Linked DNA regions of Mus musculus: regions 2 and 3 are each linked to region 1. A link is a contact called in public promoter capture Hi-C data. All regions are on one chromosome and are shown on one strand. The core of a region is the stretch at or near the end of the contact, and the rest is flanking DNA. Distances in the headings are between cores, read along the strand shown.

The links. Promoter capture Hi-C pulls out the DNA fragments that hold promoters and counts their contacts.
Region 2: a contact with region 1 is called in a promoter capture Hi-C map of stem cell-derived epiblast-like cells, with 5 times the contacts expected there. The contact joins the promoter of Smarca4 here to the promoter of Epor in region 1. A contact is called at or near these places in 15 of 39 promoter capture datasets (the 3T3-L1 cell line, the HPC-7 cell line, the SN4741 cell line and 7 more), 10 of 484 Hi-C or Micro-C datasets (the HL-1 cell line, adipose-derived mesenchymal stem cells, cerebellum and 2 more), 7 of 115 datasets of contacts at active chromatin or transcription factors (the SCID.adh cell line, embryonic stem cells and epiblast stem cells) and 3 of 9 other capture datasets (adipose tissue, embryonic stem cells and pancreatic islet).
Region 3: a promoter capture Hi-C map of pre-B cells shows a contact between it and region 1. The contact joins the promoter of Zfp599 here to the promoter of Epor in region 1. A contact is called at or near these places in 11 of 39 promoter capture datasets (the C10 cell line, the HPC-7 cell line, cranial neural crest and 8 more), 2 of 115 datasets of contacts at active chromatin or transcription factors (embryonic stem cells and extraembryonic endoderm stem cells) and 2 of 9 other capture datasets (adipose tissue and liver).

What each region holds. Positions count from the first base shown.
Region 1 is chr9:21,962,260-21,964,865 of GRCm38.p6, reverse strand. It overlaps Epor (erythropoietin receptor), which reads left to right and starts at 1,290. Exons shown (of 8, transcript NM_010149.3): 1 at 1,290-1,549; 2 at 2,530-2,606. The coding sequence starts at 1,435.
Region 2 is chr9:21,614,882-21,617,487 of GRCm38.p6, reverse strand. It overlaps Smarca4 (SWI/SNF related, matrix associated, actin dependent regulator of chromatin, subfamily a, member 4), which reads right to left and starts at 1,319. Exons shown (of 34, transcript NM_001174078.1): 1 at 1,088-1,319.
Region 3 is chr9:22,258,569-22,261,174 of GRCm38.p6, reverse strand. It overlaps Zfp599 (zinc finger protein 599), which reads left to right and starts at 1,280. Exons shown (of 5, transcript NM_181419.3): 1 at 1,280-1,418. The coding sequence starts at 1,416. Gm39307 (predicted gene, 39307) reads right to left here and starts at 1,073. Exons shown (of 2, transcript NR_166680.1): 1 at 751-1,073.

The sequences.
Region 1 (2,606 bases), core at 41-2,540:
TGTATATGTATGCATCCACCTATCTCTGTATTTGGGGGGTTCTGGGGATAAACCCAGGGTTTTCCACCTGCTAGGCAAGTGCTGTACCACTACCCGCCATTCAACTTTGTTTTTTTTATTTTTAAGTATAGAAAGCACAGGTCTGGGGCTGGTGAGATGGCTCAGGGGTAAGAGCACCCGACTGCTCTTCCAAAGGTCCGAAGTTCAAATCCCAGCAACCACATGGTAGCTTACAACCACCTGTAACAGAGATCTGATGCCCTCTTCTGGTGCGTCTGAAGACAGCTACAGTGTACTTACATATAATAAATAAATAAGTCTTAAAAAAAAAAAGAAAAGAAAGAAAGCACAGGTCTGTGATCTGAGCACTCAGAAGCTTGGGTCAGGAGGATTGCCACAGTTCCAAGACGGCCTGGGCTATTTAGTGACATCCTGCATGGAAGAAAGCAAGCAATACTGGAGCTGTAGAGTTGGCAGAGCCCTTGCTCAGTAAGGTGAAGCTCTGGGTTCCAGTCCCAGCACCACATAGGTGGTGCATGCCTGTCATCCCAACACCCAGGAAGTGAAAGCAGGAGGACCAGGAGTCTAACATCATCCTTAGTTATTCAGGGAGCTTGATGTCAGCTTGGGATACACTGTCTCCAAAACAATCAGGGCTGGTGAGACGGATGGCTCAGGTGAGCTGGCTCAGCTGGTCAAAGATTTTTCTGCCAATACTGAAGACCTCAGCTTAATACCAGGAGCACAAGGCAGGAGAGAGCTGACTCCCCAAGTTGTTCTGTGCTGTCCACAAGCATCCTGCTGCATTTGTGCATGCACACACATGCACACACACACAAATGTAATTTTAAAAATAGTAAATATTTCATATTCCCAAATCCGTGTAATTCATAAACAGAAAACACCATAGCACGTGTCTGTCACGCTACACAGCCTGATTCCACTCACACACCCAGTTGCTAGTTGTCTTTAGGATTCTTATTTTGAACTGAGCTGGGGAAGAGATACTGGCTGGAGCGAGAGCCTCTCTTCCATCTGTGGCCTGCCGGCTGCACAGCAGGCTGGATTCACAGATGCCCGGACTAGACCTAGACGGTGAAACAACATAAGTCACTTGTCCGTGACCACATTAGCAAAGCCACCCGAAACAAAACTCTGCTGTCTGCCCCACCCCCTACACTGGTTTAGGCAGTGGCTGTGCCCAAGAAGGCCCCTGTTCCCTTGGTGGCTGTAGCTTATCTGTCCCCAGCCTGCAAGCTGGCCCCGCCCCCTGGAAGGAGCTGCCACTTAGAAGCTCCTGGTCAGCTGTGTCCGGCAGCTGCTGCTGACCCAGCTGTGGACTAGGGGAAAGGGGAAAGAGGAAAGGGAAGGAGAGGTGGGGGGGACGAAACAGGGGCGCTGGAGCCCTGAGCTTCCTGAAGCTAGGGCTGCATCATGGACAAACTCAGGGTGCCCCTCTGGCCTCGGGTAGGCCCCCTCTGTCTCCTACTTGCTGGGGCAGCCTGGGCACCTTCACCCAGCCTCCCGGACCCCAAGTTTGAGAGCAAAGGTAAGAACTGTACATGGGCAATGCTGTGGTCTGAATTCCCAGCCCGAGTCCCAGGGGCTAAATGTCCCCTGAACCTCCAGATGGGGTCCTAGGGGCCAAACTGGTGTCTGAACTCGATGAGGCATCTCAGAGTCTCCTCGCCCTGGAGTGATGCTCAGGGCAGAGGCTTAAGATTGGTTGGTTTGTTTGTTTGTTTGTTTGTTTGTTTGTTTGTTTGAAGCAGGATCTCGCTAGACATTCCAGGATGTCCTGGAATTGCTAGGATGAAAGGCATGTGTCACTCGCCTGTACTGTTTCTGGTTTTGAGGCGGCGTCTGTGTAGCCAAAGCTGCCCTCAGACTCATTATGTAATTGAGGTTGAGCTTGAATTCCTGATTCTCCTGCCTCCACCTCCAGTTGCTGGGATGACCTGCAAGAGCCAACACATTCGGCTCTGTTTCGTGTTTTGAGGGAGTCTGGGATATGGTAGAAATGGCAAGGGTAAGGTAGTGCTAGGTCCGCTCTCCTGGGGGAGGGGATCGAGCTCCCAGAGACTGTGAAACAGACCCGCTGCAGACTGTAAACTCAGTTTGGCGGGCGGATGGTGCTAGGTCCTTTGGACGGCTTGCTAGGAGGAGGAAGGGGGCGGGGGACACGGTTGGCGCTATCGGGGGACAGCCGGGTGCCTGCGGGAACCGATAGGAGGCCGAGTTCTCTGCGCTCACACACACCCGCTAGGGCGGGGCGAACAGCGCTCAACTTGCAGGGTGAGTGGGCGTGCGCACGGAGGAGTAGAACAAGGCAGGCGGGGTCGCTACTCTTGGGAGTTCTGAGGCGCCACTTTTGCAAGACCCCTCGAAGGCCCTTTTGGAGAAGAGGGCGGGGCACTAAAATTATCGGATCTGCACAGGCGACAAGAGGGAGGGTAAGGGCACCGTGGAAGGCAGACCTGGGCTTCCCTGATCTCCCCCTCCCCCCGCCATGGCTATCCCCTTTTCTAGCGGCCCTGCTGGCATCCCGGGGCTCCGAAGAACTTCTGTGCTTCACCCAACGCTTGGAAGACTTGGTGTGTTTCTGG
Region 2 (2,606 bases), core at 70-2,569, 350 kb after region 1:
CATCATCCCAGCACTTGGGAGGTGGAGGCAGCAAAGTGAGGATGAAGCCAGCCTGGTCTACATGAGGAGCTGGATGTCAGCCTAGGTTATAAGAGTCTGTCTTCAAAATCAGAATAATGATGATGTAGGAACGATTTGCCTAGTTCTTCCCAATCCTAACAGCGAAAGTAATTCCCTTGTACAAAGGAGGAAACCAAGAGGTTTGGCGAGATTAGCGATTTCGCCTAAGGCCACACAGCAAGCTGACAGCAGCCGGCGCTGGGCATCAAACTCAAAGGCTGTCTGTCAGTTCAAACAAAAACTTGTTTCTAGTTCCTGAGGAGTCACTGGAGGTAAAAGGGATCAAGTAGATGTCTTCGGACCCGCACAAAACACTTGCCTTCGGTGTTTTAAAATAAAAAACCCTATCTTAAAAACTGGGAAGGGCCAAGGGACTCAAAAGAAAAACAATGCCGCCGAGAGCAAACGTCCCCAGGCATCTTTCACTTTTTAGGCAAACATTTTGAAGCCATGGAAGAAATTCTTTATTTTTCCTTCAAAATCTGCAATAATGAAATTTATCAAAAAAAAAAATAATAAACATGAAGAAAGTAAGGTCTGGAGACCGAAGAGGGCTCATGACTGTGTCCAAGCTACACTGGGCATCAATAACTGAGGTAAAAATGTTGCTCCCGACGCCCGACCACAGGGCATTGGGATCCCACCCGTTACAAACGAGGCCAGAAAAGCCCACGACACCTAGCCACTGTTCAAAGTTGGGGTCCACAGAAATTAAAGTGGGGGATCTGGATCTCTGAAACGCCAAAGGGAAGAAGCTTTGTCCAAGACCCTACGAGAACGCGCGCGCGGCCTTCACGCGGCCCAGAGCCACCCGCCTCGCCGGCCACAGTCAGGAAGCCGCCGCGGTCTCGCTGCACTGCGGCCTGAGACGCGCGCGCAGGGCTTCTTGACCCTCAGGCGCCGCCGTACCGCGACCCCGCTTTGGTCGCCCAGCTGCCCCCTCCCCCTCCCGGCGCCTCCGCTTCATTCAAACCGTCTTGCCCAAGCCCCGGGAGCCTGGTTCCGCCCGGGAGCCTCCATTCCTTACCTGGAGGTAACGGCGCCGTAACCTTCCTGGCGCCGCCCCCAACCCTCCACGAGGGGTCGGGGACAGAGTGGGCGTCTCGCTTCTCCTCAGGAAACAAAGAAGCCGTCTCCGCCGCTGCCAAGCGAGTGGGAAAGCCTCGCGCGCGCGCCCGCTGGGCTTCGCCAGGCCACCCCCCCCCACCGCACGCGCCCGCCGCGCGCCCCCGCCTCCCTGTCTACCCGCTCCACTTGCCCTGCTTCCGCTGCCCGGCCGGCCTCGTGCGCGCGCCAGCCCACCCTTCCGCTCTCTGCGCGCATGCTCAGCCATTCGCTGTGCGCACGCGTACTAGTCCTTTGAGGGCGCGAGGAGGTGGGCGGGCCCAGAGGCTGCACAAGATCCTGGTGCACCGCCCCTGTGGGGGGCTCGGGGCGGCTCTGCGCAAGCGCACATCTACCTCCCAGGCACGAAACTGGGCCTCAAGCCGGGAGGCATGCGCAGTGGGGGTAGCACTGCGGCGACGCTTAAAGGTTGGGGGAGGGGGTGGGTGGTCCAGATGGGAGATAGTAAGGATGAAATTAAAGTCCTCAGGCTCGGAGCAGTTGGAGCACCCAGGGAGGAAAGAGAAGCGGAGAGATGGCCAAGCTATCCCAGGACCGGCAGAGCCCACGCGGTGCTAAGTGCAGGCCCGGGAAACGCTTTGATCCTGGTTCTGGCGCTGCCCTGCCTGCTCTGCAAGACTCTGCCCTGGCCACATTTCCTGCAGAACCTGCTGAGGCCCAGTAATTAGCTTTACAAATATTTATTGAGCTGCTATCGGCTACTTGCTGCCCTCTATTACAGTCTGTGGGGAGGCAACCGAATGAATAAGTAAAATACAGAGTGTGAGGTAGAAACAGCCATATTCACAATTTAACTTCTGATTTCCAAGAAAGCCATTAGCCTTGGAGCATAGAACTCTGTCCAAATCTGTAGATTCATGCCTCTGGTTGAGTTTTTAAAATATTTGGTAGTGTTCGGGAGGCAGAGGCAGGTGGATCTCTTGAGTTTGTTACCAAGGTGTTACTTGTTTTTGTTGTGTGTCTTTATGGTTTGTTTGTTTGTTTGTTTGTTTGTTTTTATTTTTTTGGTTTTTCGAGACAGGGTTTCTCTGTGTAGCCCTGGCTGTCCTGGAACTCACTCTGTAGACCAGACTGGCCTCGAACTCAAGAAATCCGCCTGCCTCTGCCTCCCGAGTGCTGGGATTAAAGGCGTGCGCCACCACGCCCGGCTGTCTTTAGTTTTTTAAGACGGGTTTTCTTTGTGTAGCCGTGGCTGTCCTGGCACTTGCTCTAGACTAAGCTGGCCTCGAACTCAGACATCTTCCTTCCTGAGTGCTGCATGCATGTACCAATCCAGCTTGGTCTTTTACATAGTGAGGTTCCAGGGCAGCCATGGATACAAAGTGAGACCTTCTCTAAGTAAACAAACAAAAGGGTGTTTTCTGCCACAAAGAACAAAAAAGAATGTTTCAGGCCATTAAATCACTGGCCTGCTACTGCCT
Region 3 (2,606 bases), core at 31-2,530, 300 kb before region 1:
CAGACGTAGGCACATTCCACACAAGACTGTGATGTTAAACCAGCAAGTGCAGAAATGTAACTAGCTGGGCAGAAAATTCTCTCTCTCTCTCTCTCTCTCTCTCTCTCTCTCTCTCTCTCTCTCTCTCCCTCCCTCTCTGTCTCTCTGTCTCTGTCTCTGTCTCTCTCTCTCAACCTTCTATTAGCACATTTGATAATGGAGTTTGTAGAACTGGGGGGAAATGTCACATCATTTATAATCTAAAAAAATAAATTTGTTCACTTATAGTCTATTAACCAAGAATTATTAAGACATAAAACACTTAACATTTGACCATTTATAGTATTGAACAATGCTTTATATGCTTAAATTTTATCTGAGTTTATTTCATACTACATGAACACATACTTTTATAATCATAAAGATGACTTCTACAAAGACAGTCACAGCCAGTCTGCCTCCAGCTTAGGTTTGCAAGCCATCTTATAATAAAGACAAATTAGGTTCATTCCTATTTATGCATAAATCTGCTCAAGGATTGGACTACATCCCGACTGTACCTAAGTACAAATGGTTCTGTACTGCCTGCTCCGGGGAAAGTCAACCATGCTTTTGTTTTAAAAGTTACTGTGACCAACTTGTTACATTTATGTTCTGCTTCTGTAACTCCAACTATCTGCCTGTCAAATCCTCCATTTGTAAACTCCCTGCTTCTGAATTATAAAAGCCCTAATCTTACCCATGTCCAAATGCTGAACTCTTGAAACCTACCTTTGGGGAGAGACATCCCGTGGGCAGGAATTTTTAAAAGCTTGCTTTAATTAATTTGGCCCTGATGATCTGGTCGGTGGTCTTCTCCAGTTGTGGAAATAATAGAGGCATACACTTTTTATCCCATCACAGGGAATGCAGAGACAGGTAGATAGATCTATGTGAGTTCACAGCCAGCCTAGTCTACATAGCAAGTTCCAGAGCAGGACTACATAGAGAGATTTAAAAAAAAAAAAAAAGTAATGCTACTATTTCTCTTTATAAATACACATTAGATGATATAACCTTAAGTAGAGGTTGGCGCTGGTTTTCCTATAGGAAGCCCTGCCTTACAATACAGCCAAGAACTTGTCAATCTTTTTAAATTCACCAATGGTTGGTGACATTTAAGGTTGAGAAGGTGAGACAGGAAGCTCTGTCTCTGAAAACCGTAACGACAAATGTCCAATCAGACACACAGACAGAGAGTAGGGGCGGGCCTCAGTCTTCTGTAGTCCTGGGCTCTGACTACCTCCTGCCCCACTGTCCCACATGTTCTCCGTGTTGGATCCTGTCCAGGTGTTCCGCGCTCGCCCAGAAGTCCGGAGAGGTTCTGCCTGCCGCCGCGTGTCACATTTCCCCACTGAGAACCACAGTGAGAGCTCTGGGTGTCCCGGAATCCTGAGATGGTGAGTCTGTGGCAGGTCCAGAAGCCGAGCCCCTTTGTCCCCGGGCTGCGGGGTTGGGGCTGAGCGGGCTCCAGGAATCCTGTCCCGTCCCTGGTCCCTGCAGGGACCCGAGCCCTGCTGCAGCGCTTGCCGCAGCTCTGGCCCGGAGCCTGGGACTTGCGGGCCTGCACGGGAAACGGTAACCTGGACCCAGTCGATCGGCTCTCTGTTGTCTCTGCCCCTTGGCCACACATCTCTGTCCCCATGGTCCCCGCAGTTCAATTCCTGAGACGCTGTATCTGGAGTTTGGGGTGTTAAGTCTGGTGCCTAGACGATCCTGTCCCTGGGACCTCGGGCTCTATTCCGTTTCCCAGGATCCTGGAACCCCATCTATCTGTGGCATGAACTCGGAACCCACCCCTAGGAAGCACTTCCATTTTCTGTGTCGGCGTTGGGATTGAACTGTGTCACCGTGAACATGGATGTGAAGCCTTTTACTCTTTTGGCAGCTGGGTCTCATTGTGTTGCCCTGGTTAGCCTAGAACTCATTATGTAGACTGTGCTAGCCTTAAACTCATAGAAATCTCCCAGCTTCTGCCACTCCAGGGCTGGGATTAAAGGAGTGCTGTTTTACTTTCGTTGAGACAGGTTCTTATGTAGCTGGGAATGACCTTGGTCCTCTGTCTGATCTTCATCCTTGAGGCCATTTTCTAACTTTCAGATTTCTGTTCCTTTAGATACATCGCGGCGGTAGTGATTGCTGGGTCCTTTGGTAGTTCTATGTTTACGGCTTTAAGGAACTGGACTATAAATTTATAAAATGTTTGCACTAATTTTCATACTAAGAACAGAGTACTTTTTTTTTTTTTTTTTTTTTTTTTTTTTGAGTCAGGATTTCTCTGTGTAGCCCTGGCTGTCCTGGAACTCACTTTGTAGACCAGGCTGGCCTCGAACTCAGAAATCCGCCTGTCTCTGCCTCCCGAGTGCTGGGATTGAAGGCGAGCGCCAGCACGCCCGGCTCACACACAATTTTTATAGTTTTGTTTAGAGTTTAGGAGTCCTGCTATCTGATACATTCAATATCTGGCGTGACTCTGTTAGACTTCAAGCTGTCAACAGCCATTGAAGAGAGCACCCAAGTGGTGTCTGTGAATAGTTCCATTTTTCCAGCCCTTCCCACATACGGGTGAAGATTTTAGGTCATGGAGG